Linked DNA regions of Rattus norvegicus: region 2 is linked to region 1. Evidence: chromatin contacts called from public Hi-C data. All regions are on one chromosome and are shown on one strand. Each heading gives the region's core, a stretch centred on a gene start, on an enhancer-like site or on the middle of the called end of the contact. The rest is flanking DNA. Distances are from core to core; before and after follow the strand shown.

Region 1 (7,890 bases), core at 2,736-5,235:
TGTGTGACGTTGCCTTCTGGCATGCAGATGTACACGCAGCAAAGTACCCATATACATAAAATTCATAAATAAGGAAATCTTTTGTAAAAAGAGCATGGTGGAAAGCACTAAGCGATGCGATGCACTGTGTGTGTGCGCGAGTGAGTGTGTGTGCGTGTGTGTGTGTATGTATGTGTGTGTATGTGTGTGTATATGTGTGTGTGCATGTGTGAGTGTGTGTGAGTGTGTGCACATATGTGTGTGTGAGTGTGTGCATGTATGAGTGTGTGTGCGTGTGTGTGTATGAGTGTGTGTGCATGTGTGAGTGTGTGTGAGTGTGTGAGTGTGTGTGTGCATGTATGAGTGTGTGTGTGTGCATGTGTGTATGAGTGTGTGTGTGCATGTGTGAGTGTGTGTATGTATGTGCATGTATGAGTGTGTGTATGCATGTGTGTGTATGAGTGTGTGTGCGTGTGTGAGTGTGTGAGTGTGTGTGAGTGTGTATGAGTGTGTGTGTGCATGTGTGAGTGTATGTGTGTATGTCTGTGTCTATTGGCACATATATGTGCACATACGTGTGAAGGCCAGAACAGAGGTTGATGCTAGGCATCTTCTTTGATCCCTCTACTTTACTTAGAAGAGCAGAGTCCCACAATGAGCTGGAACTCTCTGGCTCACCTGACCCACTTAGCCAGTGCACGCCAGGATCCTGTCTCTGCTTCCTGGTCATGATGGGATTGCAGAGTCACCACACCTGCCTGGCATTTCTGTGAGCGTTTGGGGTCTGAACTCCGATACTTATGCAGCACGCACACACCTTATCCACCGAGCCATCCCCCCAGCACAGCCTGAGCATTTTGGTGGTCATCCAGGGATATACAAGGTCAGGGCTGTGATGGAGGAGGAGAACACTTTGCCTTTTAAAAATCCTTTGGCGGATACTCACCATCCCACACATTTAATTTTCTTACATGCTTAACTTAAATTTTCTTGGAATAAAAAATATTCAATATTTTTGTAAAATATTGGTAACTTCAGGTGATGGTTAAGCAGAAAGGATTTTGAGTATCGTGCTTGCATGCATGTACAGTTCATCTCAGTAATATCGATCTAAATATTTCAGCTGGGCTTTAGTTAACTTCAAGGTCATGTGTGACTGCCAAGTTGACCCATGGAATGGCGAAGCAGCAGCCCAGCACACCTTGCTGAAGGACAAGCACACAGACAGAGTCCGCAGGCAGAGGAAGCGTTCGGATCAGAGGCAGAGCCCCTCAGAGTCTTCCTGGGAAAGGAAAACCAAAGGTCTTTGGAGTAAGAGTCCACCAAAGCCTTTTCTCTTTATATGGTTTGATTCCTTAAGAAGCGTTGGTTTCATTTGTCGAAAGAGCCATATTAAATTAAACACCAGTTACCCACGTTCACCTAAGGTGCCCTTCAGTGGAACACTGTGTGAGACTCTATGACCACAGCTGTGGCTGGAACTTGGTGCAGGCCACATTTAAACCACCCATCAGGCCCTAGTGTGCTCCTCCTCCCCCCAGGGCCTTACCCTATAGTTGAGGTTGCCCTGAGACTCACCATGTAGCCCAGGCTGGCCCATTTCTTTCTGCCTCAGGCTCTTGAATGCTGACATCACAGGTATGTGGCCCACGCCTGACTGGCTTCTAATTTCTCTTCTCCTTCTCATCTTCTTCCTTAGGCCCTTTCTTCTTTAAATGAAGTCAGTTATATGAAATTACAAACAGCTCCCCCCACCCAAATGAAACTTCCAAGACTGTATTTTCCTGAATAAAACATTAAAATTCGACAGGTGATTAAAGTAAGGATGTGGATTCCTTCTCTTCCTTCTCTTCATTTTTACTTTTCCTGTCTCCATTTTTACTTTTTCCGTTTGGTTTTATAATATATTTATTTTCAAAGGATAAAACCCTTGACAGTTTAAATATATACAAGTCCAAAGGAGTTGTTGTAGGTCAGTGGTGAACCCACGATGCTTTCTTCAGTTGCCCACTGCCTCCTCTAAGGCCTCTTCCCACGAGGAGAGGACTCTGACTATTCCTACCCCTACTCCTACCCCTCCTCCCTCCAGGGCTGGAAATGAGTCTTTATTGCCTCTGCTATTTGAGGGGGATGAATCGGGAGGAGTGGGTGGCCTCAGTATTGGGCCGGCCGTGTTTTGCCAGCTTGTAGGCGATGGAGAACTCGCCCAGGTAGTGGCCGATCATCTCTGGTTTGGTCTCCCCCTGGCTGAAGGTCTTGCCATTGTACACACCCACCATGCTGCCAACCATCTCAGGCAGAATGATCATGTCCCTCAAGTGGGGCCTCACTACCTCGGGCTTCTCCATGGGTGATGCCTCCTCCTTGGCCTTTCTGAAGCCCTTGAGCCTGCTTCCGCCGCAAGCACGGTCTCTGTCAGGCGCTGTACAACGGCATCAGCTGTTCGTAGGACATGTCTAGCAGTTGGTCGAGATCCATGCCATGGTAGGTAAACTTGTGGAAGGTTCACTTCTTCTGCTCCACTTCGGCCATCTTGGTTGCTGTTCGGAAAAGGAAGTGTCCCATCCTCCCTAACCGCACGGATCTGCACTTTGTGGTGAACATGTTTACTTTTCCACATCTACATCATGAGTTTCAGCCCAAAGTTTGTCTCTCATGACCTTAATAATTTCTACTTGGGCCAAATTGCCCATATCTTTCATAAAATGGAGATCTATCGGGAGCTTTTCTGGACCAATCTTGTTTTGCTAACTCAGCCTGATTCCCTTGGATGTCAAAGGGGACATTTACTATACTGTTGGTACAAATGTGTGACTCTTTGTGGCGTTTGGTAGGAATGGAGACTGCCATCCAAGCTGGGCCAGGACCAGCATGGGAACCAACTTGGGGCAGAGGAGTCAGGGCCATGGCCGGCAGCCAGCATAGGCAGGAAGGACACATGCCACCCAGGGGATTCCTTCTTTCTTAGTAAGGTTAATGCTTTGACTTCAAAAACATCAATTTCCCGTATCTATTTAATTTAATTGGACAAATTTACTTCAGACGGCACATACCTTCAGGTAAACTTCAAATTGAAGTTCCTTTCTAATTTTTCATATTCTCGGTAACTGGCTAAGCTATGACCCAGACCTTCCAAATTAGCTTAGCTAATGGTCAGTCCTGGCTATAAACATGCTGCCCGTCCCTGCACGTCAGCCTGGGAGAGAGACCAGGCATTTCATCTGTAGGAGATGCTTGACACACATCCCGTGTCCCCAGATGAATGAAGTCAGCACCAGAAAACCTGGACTCACTTTATAGAAAGAAGGGGAGGAGAAAAGGTGCCTTCTCTGGTACAGGCTGGTTTAGTGGACAGGCAGTGTGTATGGAGGAGAGACAGCAGCCCTTCCCCAGGCAGGTCCCAAGCATGTTTGGGCATGGAGAAACACTTCCATATGTGCATACACGGATGTGGAGCCGTGTGGCATTAAATGTAGGATAGGTAGCTTCAGAGCTGACAGGTACAGCCATGGTGTGTCCCCATGGGTAAGCTCCTCTGACAATATACAGGTTCTCTGTTGGAATAGCATCTTTCTTCCTTCCTTCCTTTCTTTCTTTCTTTCTTTCTTCCTTCCTTCCTTCCTTTCTTTCTTTCTTTCTTTCTTTCTTTCTTTCTTTCTTTCTTTCTTTCTTTCCCCCAAAGCCAAACATTAGCCGTGTCAGATCACGACAGTCTTATAAGCCTGGTGTGGCCCTCACTGCTGCAGGACTGGGACAAAGAGATGGTGTTACAGTCTGGTTTCTATGGCAACGGGAGGAGGGGTCATGAAAACTGAAATGCAGGAAAACACCCATTCTGACTATTGTGACATAATTCAGTTTATTACAAGGAAGTAACTACCTAAGAAGCAGAAGTGTCATTACCTGCCAGCTCCTGTTCACAAAAAGCTGCACTGTACAGAGGAAAGAAACACCACACACACACACACACACACACACACACACACACACACACACACAGAGCTCTCGCTTTCTGCATGTAAAATGTGTGTGTGTTCTTTAGAAGCCAGTGGTTGGCTGGTTTTCCGGACATGATGTGGTTGAAGCTGTCATCGTAATGGAAATTCACTGCTGTAGCTATGGTAAATCGAGCGCTCTGCCTGTGCTGAATGCATTAGTCTAATGAGATGTTTGCAGCGGGCGAGCAGGGCTGCTGGCGACTAGCTGTGAGCCGTAGCACACGGGTGGAGGATAGCTTGTGCCACACTCACAGTACGTGTGCGTGCGGGAAGTCACCTGTCTCCTAAGACAACACTCCCGACCTCATCAACACCCTGATCAGGGTCCTGTGACCCAGCTGTAGGTAAGGGATGCGCATGCTGGAGGGTGTGCTGTGGTACTGTTATACGACTCCTCGTCGTGCTGTCAGCACAACAGGTTACCTGCTTCAGTTCCTTTGGGAGGGTTTGCATGCCTGCCTCTGTGGTAATGCACGAGTGTCTGGTGCTAAAACTACTGAGCCCGGTGGGGAAACTTCAGATCCTAACATGCAAAATACAATGTTTGATTTCTCAACTCTATCTCAAAGGAAGATGAAATAGAAACATACAGTTTATAACCATTTTTGATATTACACACCGCTCTTTAAACCTGCATGTAAATATGTGCAAAGTTTTATTTTTTCAAACGTGAACTTGGTGTTTTTTTCCCCTAATAGTAATTTTGCCTTATTTTGTTTTATTAATGTAAAAATTGTAGTGTGGTTTAGGTTACAAATATTTACCTAAAATTTATTATTAAAATCGGCATGACATAAGCACTCACCAAAGTATTTGTTTTTAAGTTGGATTTTATTGACTTACGTTGAATGTTGCAGGTGGGATAGTTCATGTGTTTTTGTGGCTAATTTACCACAGATAAGAATAGTATTAATTGTCTGCAAGTTCCTGCTGTTAGTTCTTTAGGAAGAAAAAAAAAAAATCCCAGGTTAGTATGGAATGCTTGGAGTTTTCCCAAGTTCAAAGTTCACTTCCTTCCCCTACACAGTACTATGTGACCCAAGCTAGCTCCCACCGGTTCTTCCTGCAGCACCAAGTGTCACAGACAGGTGCTCTGTGGATGGACAGGACCGGTGGGAACCGGTGCGGAGGGGGCTGCTGAGTAAGCAGTTTTTACTCGTCATTGATGGGTTTTGTGACGATAAACCAGGGGTGGCTTGCTGTGTTGCCTTTCTAGGGTCATGGCATTTCTCACGAGGGCTAAAACCATCAGCAGCCCTCTGAGAAAACAGGACCTTGTAGCGGGGGGAGGGGGCTTGAAAAGTGATCCAGATGTGGTGGTTGTGTGTTCTGTGTAGTTCCTTTCTCAATTAAGGAATGATGTTTTTGAAGGGCCAGAGACATAATTGCCCTTCCCCTCCTCAAGGCATTTTTCTCTTCTTATTAAAAACAAAACGAAACGGAATGTCTGGAGAACTCGGGAAAATATAGAGGCCACTGTAGAGAAGGTGCCTGAGTTAGACTATTTTATGGATCATTTTGAATGTCTGTTGCTTGGTAGAATGGCTCGGTCTATCTGAGTAACAGTTACAGGGTGGCAAGTACCTGGAAAACTACCAGTGAGTGGCCGTCAAAATGCTGCTACAATGTAAATACCGATGCCCCATTCAGAGAAGCTGCTTGTAGCTTTAGGACCGACCTTTAAAACATAGCTGTCAACTGTTTTAAAAACATGAATGTTTTCTATCTCTCTTAACATTGTGCCTGCCTGACTTGTGTCAGAAGAGGAGACGCAGATTCTACAAAATCCCATATTTTGTCGAAATTACTTTTATTTTATTAAAAGCTGTATACACGAGCAATAATAAGACAGGGAAAATGAGCGGGCAGGTGTGACTTCTTCCTGCACAGCCTTTCTGCTGCTGGTGTTTTCTGCAAGCGATATACCAGCCACCAGCGTAGTTTCACTTTCTGGTTCTGGTTGTGGGGCTGAAGGTTGGAGGTCACAGGCGATCAGCTTCTGGGAAACAAGCCAAACTCAAATGTTGTCACCTCAACTCATCCGCTTTGATCTTGCCAACTCAAAAAAAAAAAAAAAAAAAAAAAAAAAACCAAACCAAAACAACAACAAAAAAACCCAAGGACTTTTAATATATTCAATACTGCTCTCGTGTGATAAAAATTCGAACAAGACCCTGAAGGACAAAGAAAGACAGAAGTTAAAAAAAAAATTTTTTTTTACTAAATGTTTGGAAAATCATGACCAGATTGCCTTAAACCCTTCATAACATGGTGGTTTTTATTTGTCTCTTTTTCATCCTAACGTTGGAGCTCAGTGCTTAACTGCAATGAATGGAGGGAAATGACGAGGAATGCTCGCCGAATAACAGCTTTTCTGGTGTGTGGAACACAAAACTCAGAGTGTTTCTTAGGTTTGTCTACAGTTTTGTCAGACCCAGGGGCATATCACACACACACACACACACACACACACCACACACACACGCACGTACACACACACACACACACACACACACACACAGACACACACGCACGTGCACACCCCTGGTGGCCCACACTTTAGAACAGACGCCACCTCCGACAGCTTCAGCATTCCATGACCTCAGTGTAGCTGGGCTGTACGCTCCCTGGAGGTTAGAATTCTACCTCCCTCCTGTTTCATCTTCACAGATTTAGTTTGAGAACAGATCTGGGATGAAGATGATGGACCCCTTTCCCATGAGGGAAAATCGTTTTCCTGAGATGTTTATGAGAACAGGCTCCTTCCTGTCAGGTGTGAGCACAGAGGTTTGTTTTTAGTGATGGACAAATTCAGTATTTCTGAAAAAGCCTTTTAAAAAAAAAAGTTTATAAGGCTATTTTATGTCTTCATCCCAAAGTCTCCCAAGAGACTGAAATTTACACGTTTTCCCCTCCTTTTAAAATGTTTTTGTTGCTCTCGGAGACAGGTGAGGAGAGACGGGGGAATTCAAACGGTCCCTAGGAGGAAGAAAAATCAGATGGTTTGGTGCAAACATAAAGTTACAGAAGCCGCCAGGGTGTCTAGTAAATTACTCTAAATTTTAATTAATGAGACACAAAAGCCATACTACAAGCTTTAAAAATTACCCTTTTATCAATACGGTGGTAATTAACTTTCTCTAGAATTAGCGATTCTCTGAGCCCCGGGCAGTATGCCGCCTGCTAAGTTCTTTGGAATGCTGCCAGTTTTTAACAATCGGTCTCTTGGCAAAGCTAGTGATTTTTAATTCAAATATCTATTGTGGCATTTTTCAGTTGTGGCTCAAAGACCATTAAGATCACTCAAACCCTGGCGAAATCTCTGAGACCCAGAGTAGCTGGGAATATTTGGTTTGCATTAGAATTAGCTACTTTCTCTTTCTTCGTTTTCCCCGCTTCTACCTTTTTCCTCGGCAAACCCCGTGGCCGGAAGCCATGGTGATGAATTATGGTTTGCGGGCGCGCGCACAGCCCCCGGCTTCATTCGCGTTCGGTTTATCTCGGCTTCAGTTCTGGAGAGTGGGTGTTCCCTTACACTCCTGCAAGCTTGCGTGGGTGGGTCATCAGATGCAAAGACCTAGGTGGAGACTCGAAGGAAGCACAGGTCTGAGACCTTTTTCCGTTGTGTCCAGAGGTTTGCAATTTGGCTGATTTACCCATAGTGATGGCTACTGGTTGTAGGAGGCAGTCCTTACATCTCAGAGGAGCACCCAGCAAAACCACGCACATGCACACGCACGCACACCCACACGCACACGCACTTTTTTGGTCAGGCTGGGATGCTAGTGACTAGGTCTAGGCAGTCAGTGCCCACTGAGACAAAGTGCCCCCGCGGCTCGCCTTTTGGAATAAATCAGCTCCCTGAAACCAGGAGGAGCCTTTTAGCCACAGCTAAAGAGATCACACTCTTCAG
Region 2 (7,890 bases), core at 2,586-5,085, 74 kb after region 1:
TCTAGAACTGGTGGTCCTCCTGACTCCTGTGTGGTGAGATTTCAGGAGAGTGCCACACTGACACCTGTCCTGTGGCACGGACCTGTTCCTTGAGAAACACATAGTCTTTCTTTGCTGCAAATACCTCACCAGGCAGGCTGAGCTCCACAGGGTGGCCCTCTTTTCCTCTGCCAGCTGTCTGTAGTCTACCAGATTTTCCAAGGGACTCAGATAGTAATTGAGTATATAACCCAAGCTCCAGGGGACAGATACCAAACCATTCCCAAGGCCATGTTAAAGCCATTGGGAACAGACTGGGAACTTCTCTGTATTTTGGTTTCCAGTCAGCCTTTAGGTCAGCCTCGTCAATCTGGCTCATACAGTAGATGCGGGCAATTTTTTTCCTGGAGTAAAACTGGACTCACTCCCTGCCCCCTCTGTGTGAGAGAAGGATGTGGTATTTATTGATGAATATGATTAACAGGAGGGTCAGTGAGAACCCCCCAGAGCACAGGGCCTGCCGCTTATCTAAAGGATCCATGATTGGGGATGTATTTGTCCCCACGACTGCCATGAATGAGTTGCTGGCAAAGCCCAGATCTTTGAGATTTGTCCCCTGGGCATCCAAGGAACCTGAAGTTGTTCTTTCATGGGACCACAGTGACATGTTCTCTTTCCTCAACTTGGTGCAGATGCATATGAGGATTCGGCCATTGTGAATGGTGCCTACTGGCCCTGGGGCTTCCTAAAGGCCGTCTGAAGGTTACCAGTGCCAACACTGGACAGTAAACAATGCTAAAAGGTGAAAACTTTTTACATGAAAGCTATCTTGCTAAGATCAGCTGTACGCAGACCTGTAAGAGCATTTTCTTAATAGTGATTGATGGGAGAGGGACTATCGCTGGGCTGGTGGTCCTGGGTTCTATCAGAAAGCAGGCTGAGCAAGCCGTAAGGAGCAAGCCAGCAAGCAGCACCCCCCATGGCCTCTGCATCATCTCCTGCTTCCAGGTTCCTGTCCTGATCTGACTTTCTTCAATGATGGACCACAGTGTGGAGGTGTAAGCCAAATGAACTCTTTCTTTCCCAGATTCCTTTTTTTGTTTGTTCTTTGTTTTACACAATGGGGCTTCTTTGAGTAGCCCTAGCTATCCTGGAACTTGCTCTGTAGACCAGGCTGGCCTGGAACTCAGAGATCTGCCTGCCTCTGCCTCCCAGATTCCTTTTGCTCGCGATATTTCATTGCAGCAATAGAAAGTCTAACTTAGCCAAGGGTATGTATGTGTGCATGGGGGTCCACATGTGTGCATGTGCATGAAGGTCAAAGCACCACACAGAGAGTCTTTCTCAGTTCCTCGCCACCATTTTTCAACTATTGATTCCCCGTGAACTCCACAGCATGCAGTCTTTTTTTTAAATTTTTTATTATTTTTTTATGTATATGAGTAGTACACTGTAGCTATCTTCAGACACACCAGAAGAGGACATCGGATCCCATTACACATGGCTGTGAGCCACCATGTGGTTGCTGGGATTTGAACTCAGGACCTCTGGAAGAGCAGTTGGAGCTCTTAACCACTGAGCCATCTCTCCAGCCCCACAGCATGCAGTCTTAATTCTACTCATCTCCTGGTCCCTCTGCTTCTGCTCTCCACCCTAAAAGATATCAGCAAAACACAACATATCAAAATCTTGTCACAGGAGCTGCAGTGTGTCCCACAGTCTACCCTGTTGCCCACACAGCTTCACTTGCAAATGTTCACTGGAATGAGTCATTGGTCTGGTTCGAGGCCTCTGGCTTCGGTTACACCATCAATACTGGGGCCTCACTGGGACTCCTCTTGGATATCCAGTTGTTGCCCTGTGTCATGGAGACCCTGCAGCTTTGGATCTGCAGGACCCGCCCCTTTACACCCTCCAGCAGTTCACAGATGGGGTGGATGTTGGGTTGGGCCAACACCAAGCCCTGCATCTGGGCCTGTGTGGTAGCTGAGTTGGTCAGCCTTCCAGCTCCCCCACACCCACACCACAGAGCCAGCTCTCCAGCACTGCCTCAGGCAAGCTCACCCAGTGTCACAGCTGGCAAGGGGCAGGGCCAGCTCTCCCGCTCTCGTGCCCTCGAGGCCAGCTCATCCAAATGCTGCCCAGGTGAGGGGCAGGTGCTGCAGGCAGCAAGGGTCAAGTGGGAAAGGGTTTCTCTCCCTCAATCACAACAAGGGCAGACAACGGGCGGGGTCAGCTCTCACACTCTCATACCCCAGGGCAGCTCACCCCCAGCCCCAACCAGGCAGGTCTCTGTGTGTCTTCTGCCTTCCCTCTCCCCCATGAGAGGGCCACTCCTCTCCACTTTTGTATTAAGAGAAAAGATTCATTTTCTTTTTAATTATATGTATATGTGTGTGAGCGCAAGGCCCCTAGGAGTCCAGAGAGGGCATTGGATTTCCTGGAATTGCTCACAGGAGGTTGTGAACTGCCTGATAACTGTTGCCAAGAACATAACCATGGCTCTTCAGAAGACCAGAGCTGCTCTTAGCGGCTGAGGGGCTTCTCTAGCGGAGTCACCTTATTTTCTCAGAGACTCTTCCTGAACTTGGAGCTCACTGGTTAGCTTATGAACAAGTGTGAGCGAGAGAGTGTGTGCATGTGTGTATATGTTCATGTGTAAGTGTATGTGTTTGTGTGAAAGTGTATATGTGTGAGCATATGTGTTTGTAAGCGTGTGTGTTTGTGTGAGTGTGTATGTTGGTGTGTGTGCATGTTTGTGTGTGTGTGTTTGTATGAGAGAGTGTGAGAGTGTTGTGTATGCGTATGTGTTTAGGTATATGTGAGCGTGTTGTATGTCTGTGTGTGTTTGTGTGAGTGTGTGTTTGTGTGAGAGTGTGAGAGAGTATTGTGCATGCGTGTATGTTTGTGTGTGAATGTGTTTGTGTGCAGGTGTGTGCACGTGTATGTGCTTATGTGTGTGTGAGAGTGTGAATATGTGTATAAGTGTGTGTGAGTGAGTGTGTTTGTGTGCACGTGTGTGCACTTGTGTTTGTGTGTGTGAAGGAGTGTGAGTATGTGTATAAGTGTGTGTGAGTGAGTGTGTTTGTGTGCACGTGTGTGCACTTGTATGTGCTTGTGTATGTGAGAGAGTGAGTGTGTATGTGTGTGTGAATGAGTGTTTGTGTGCATGTATATGCACTTGTGTTTGTGTGTGTGTGAGTGTGATGTGTGTGTCTGTACTGTGGCGAGGGTTGTGAGTGTGAATATAGGAGCTCTGGGATTCTGACTCATGTCCTCACACATGTTCAGCAAAGCACTTTGCTCACTGAATCCAACTCTCCAGCCCCCAAGTTTATGAAAGGGCAAAGCACATGAGACTGTTGAGGAAGCAGAGTCAAGCCTGTGGGCCGCCCCTCACCACCGCACTCTGTTCACTTGGGTTTCCCACAAGCTCTGGGACAGACGCTTGGCAGAGCTGCCAGATCCCGGGGAAGGTGGTCATGGAGCCTGCGGTCCTCTGGAGGCCCCGAAGGGAATTCATTATTCCAAACAGCTGACTTCAGTAAAAACGGTCTTCGGTCCAAGTTTCCAAGGGAGGAAAATCAAACCGTAGCTTAGAACAAAGTCTCAGGCAAACCAGAAACACGCTGGAGAATGAAAGAAATGCAGGTGTCAGGCATTAAAACAAGGGCTGCTTGTGGGCCTCTCATTAGGGATGGGAAAATGTAAATGCACTAAAGTGGACCAGAGAGGAGCCAGGCTTGGACCTCGAGCCGAGTGATGGAGCTGGGGCCAAGCTAAAGGAGGAAAAAAAAATCTATACTGGCCAGAGACTAAGTTAATGGAAGATGTAATTGAAGCGAATGAATCGCTCCACCCATAGGTGGTGTGGCCCGGTGCCCTTTGAACCACGAAGGCAAGGCATGGGCCACCGAGGCCCTAAGGGAAAACGAGAATTGCTTATCTGTAAGAACAAGGGCGGGACTGAGCCTGGGAACAGAAAAGCTGCGACCAGAGCCTCCTCAAAAGCTGCAGAGGGACGGTGGTTATTTGCAGACCTCGGGGTCCCTTAGAGGACACGGGGTCCCGCAGCGTCTGGCACGTGTTGGGAGCGGCGTCCCCGGGAGTGTGGGCTAAGCTGTCAGCAGCAAGGACTCTGCACCCAGGTAGGATGAGAGGCACCTGTGTCTGGGTGAGAGAAGAGGGAGCCCCCAGCCCTTCCCTTCCTGCCCCCCAGCCTCTCCGCTGAGGTCTCCTGCTCTGTGCTCCGAGACTCCAGGCCTTTCTTTCTAGGAGCGGCTACCTGGCTAGGCCTCCCTGGTAAGCATTTCGCAGCTCTTGGAAGCTGGGCCTGGCAGGCTACAATCCAGCCTTTTCTTCTCTGGGCTTTGAGACTGAAGTGCTGCCAGCTCGTAGTGGAGCCAGGCCAAGCTGTTCTCACGGAAGCCTTTGAACCCTGCCCAAGAACTAGGCAGACCCGCAAAGGGCTAGACCATCCGTGAGAAAGGCCGTGCCTTTCAGCCTGGGAGAAGGTAGCGTTAATGGCTCGACCAAGGGCTCATTCTGTACAGCTGCTCCCTCAACCGGGAAGTTATGATTGATGTGGGGGGGGGGGGAAGAGAGAGAGAGAGAGAGAGAGAGAGAGAGAGAGAGAGAGAGAGAGAGAGAGAGAGAGAGAGAGAGAACGCGTGATGTGGCATATATGCGTGGTGTGGCGACTGACTGGGGAGTGGAATTGGTGGAATAGCATGTTGGTTTGGAGTCTAGGTATCATTGGGTATTGTTTGTGTGAGGTATTGATTATGTGAGGGGGATTTGCAGGTGGCTATCTTGCTGTATCTCAAGCCTTCATTAGAGAATCCTAGTAAGCACGGCTGGATCCACCGAGTAAAACCCATGGCCCAAGCTCCCTTGGCTATTTGCAGTCGAGCCTGTGCCTTCCGAACTGAGGGCTAAGGCTCGCTCTGCTTCTCTGTGTTTTGCACACAGGTCTCCCTTGCTTAGGGACTCTCTTCCTTTGTCTCTTGGCTTTCTCCTTCGTGTCCCCTTTTCTTCTGCTGCTTTCCCGTTTGGAGTTCTCCAGGACTGTGTGGAGAGTGGCCTGCCCACAGGGGTCTTGGAAGAATCCCTCAGGGGCAGGCAGAGGAAGGAAGGAACCTTTTTCCTCAAACGGAGAAACTTAGACAGGAGGCCCCTCCTGTTCTGGAGATGTCTTTGGTTTCATCCTCGCACAGGCTTTTAAACCCAGCAGCCGAGGAAACCACAGTCCCCAAACAGATCTACAATGGTGAAAAGGAAACACAAAGCCTATCCAGAAAGTTCCTCAGACAGCCAAACCCAAAGCTCCTTTCCATTTGTAGGCATGCGCTGCGTATGCGCTTGCCTCCAAGCTGAAGCAAGCTCTTGTGGGGACGCAGAAAGCAGGGTATTGTTCTCCCTGATGGAGACCCAGAATGATTTACAAGGGGTTTCTCTGGGTTCTGTGATGGACCCAAGGGACTCGCAAGGTGCCTGAGGCCTGCCTTTGCCCAGCTGGCCTTTCCACAGCCCCAGGCTGGGTTCTCTCGCTGGGGACACACAGCTTATTTCAGATGAGCAGGGGCTTTGTGAGGATCCAGGAGTGAATAGGCGCTGGCCATGTTTCCTGACAGGCCTGCGGTTTTCCAGGTCTGCGTGGAAGGAAGGCGAAGTCTCCGTGGAGACTTCTGGATGATTCCAGGTCTGCTGGCCCCATCTGCTGTTCACACTGTCATCTGTGGCAACTGAAAGCAGTTCTCCCTGCCAGTGAAACGGTCTTCCTTCGTGTGTCACAGTGCAGTTAAGCTCGTAGGTTCCTAGGCGCTCTGCATACCTGTAACCCATCGACCTGTTTAATGTCTTCATGGTTTTTAATAGAATCACAGGTATCCACTATGGAAACAGCAGTCATCTTTATACTAAAGCGAGAACAATTAGACTTAGTTGTAAGAGAGAAATTTCAGCCAGTAGATTTGTAGTATAGTGGCCTAGCTTTGGGGCAGACTGTAAGATTCCTTGGTGAAGATTTTACCTTATTTCCTTTTTATTTATGCGTACATTTGTGGCTTTGCGCATGTAGGTGCAGTACCAACAGCAGCCAGAAGAGGGCATAAGATTTATACACCCACCCCCACTCCCACCCCCACCCCCACCCCCACCCCCCCGCGAGCCAGCATTGTAGACAGTTGTGCAAGGTTCCGTTCTAAACCCATCCAGTGTGGGTGCTGGGAACTGAACTCAGGTCTTCTGAAAGAGCAGTACAGATTGTTAAACCACTGAGCCATCTCTCCAGGCTCCTGGGAACGCTTTTCCCATAATGCCATAAGAGGTTCAGTTACTACAGAAGAGAAAGATTGCCTCTAGCCCAGCGTGTTCCCAATGCTAGCATGCCCCCTTCCCAATTTTCACAATGTCTGACAATGACGTGAGATGTCCCCTTCAACTGACTCACTCCTTTCTAGCAAGACTTTCAGCAAGGATATAATTTGCTAATTGTATTCTATGGAGATATATTAAAATAAATGACTTAAAGATTAACAGCTATGTGTGGTCACTTACACCTGTTATCTTGGCACCAGAATTGCTGTAAGTTCACTGCCAGCCTGGGCTACATTACGAGTTCCAGGCTAGCCTAGGCTACTGAGTGAGATTCTGTCTTAAGTACACCACCAACAAAACTCAATTTACTCGTCCTCCCAAACGTTGTACACTTAAGCCCCAGCCCTAGGTCCTGTGAATGGGTCCTTATTTAGAAATGGGATCTTTGCGAAAAGAATCTATTCGTAGCCGATGAGATAACGTCAGATTGGAGACTGTTTCACAGTGGGAGACGGGCGCATAAACACTTGTGCACAGGTTTTGTATAGGCGAATGTTTTTATTTCCCTCGTGTCCACTCCTGGGACACTTACATCCCAGCCATACGCCCCTTGTTAGCTGCCGTTTCTCCTGGCCACTTGCTCATAGTCTACCTTCACTCAAACCTCAAGTCCCACCTCTCTCTCCCTACTGCCCAGGTGCAGGCTCTGGCCTCTTATTAACGGGTTGACTTTGAATAGGGGAGCAGGGACTACATAGCATCCCTTGGTGTAGCGAAGATCTCCTTGTTGGCATCCTGACCAGGAGTGAGCATTTGAATGAGCAGACCCACCTCCAACAGCACACTCTCGTTTCCCTTATTCCTGTAAGGCCGAGAGAAATCTCCTTTTATTTGTGACTCTGGTGATCTGAGTTGCCTATATTTTTGTCAAGACATTTAAAGGTTTGTCAACTTTGCTAGGGTTGCCGGAACTAGCTTTTTGTTATCCTTTTTTTTTCCTAGTGTTTTTCTATTGGATTAACTTCTGCTCGAATCTTTATACGTTCGCTGTAAATGTAATTTGCTCAGTTTTTAGTGTCTTAAGGCAAATGGTTATTAATATGAAATTCTCATCCTTTACAATATAAAGGTTTTTTTTTTCTTTTCTTTTCTTTTTTTCAGAGCTGGGGACCGAACCCAGGGCCTTGCGCTTGCTAGGCAAGCGCTCTACCACTGAGCTAAATCCCCAACCCCAATATAAAGGTTTCTTATGTGTGCATTATCTGCCTGCCTGTATGTCCATGCACAATGTGCATGCCGGTGCCTGCAGAGGTCAGAGAGGTTGTTGGATCCCTTGGGACTGGGGCTATAGGCAGTTGTGAGCTAACATATGGATGCTGGGAATTGAGCTGAGATCCTCTGGAAGAGCAGCCAGTGCTCTTAACTGCTGGGCCATCTCAATAGCCCTAAAATAGAAGAATTCTCACCTACAAAATTTACCTCTAAGTTTCCTCTTCAGTCTTACATCGTGGAGGCTTTTGTTTCCAGGATGTCTCCATGAGGTCCCCAGCAGTGGGACTTGCCACTTACCCGAATAATATCAAATCTTACTTT

What was found. A called contact is a pair of places that touch in the nucleus more often than the background predicts.
Region 2: a Hi-C map of liver shows a contact between it and region 1, with 2.8 times the contacts expected there. The contact joins the enhancer-like site here to the promoter of Scml4 in region 1. A contact is called at or near these places in 2 of 12 Hi-C or Micro-C datasets (hepatocytes and liver).

The regions. Positions count from the first base shown.
Region 1 is chr20:47,925,554-47,933,443 of GRCr8, forward strand. It overlaps Scml4 (Scm polycomb group protein like 4), which reads left to right and starts at 3,986. Exons shown (of 8, transcript NM_001415016.1): 1 at 3,986-4,321. It also overlaps the pseudogene Rps15-ps15.
Region 2 is chr20:47,999,621-48,007,510 of GRCr8, forward strand. The region is part of intron 5 of Scml4 (Scm polycomb group protein like 4); the gene reads left to right. Among named protein-coding and RNA genes, the nearest start is that of Scml4, 74 kb to the left of the region's middle. Within about 2 kb of position 3,836, at least 29 of the 93 cell types and tissues checked have an H3K27ac peak or open chromatin away from gene starts, as enhancers often do. A contact at or near this core is called in liver, where this site is marked.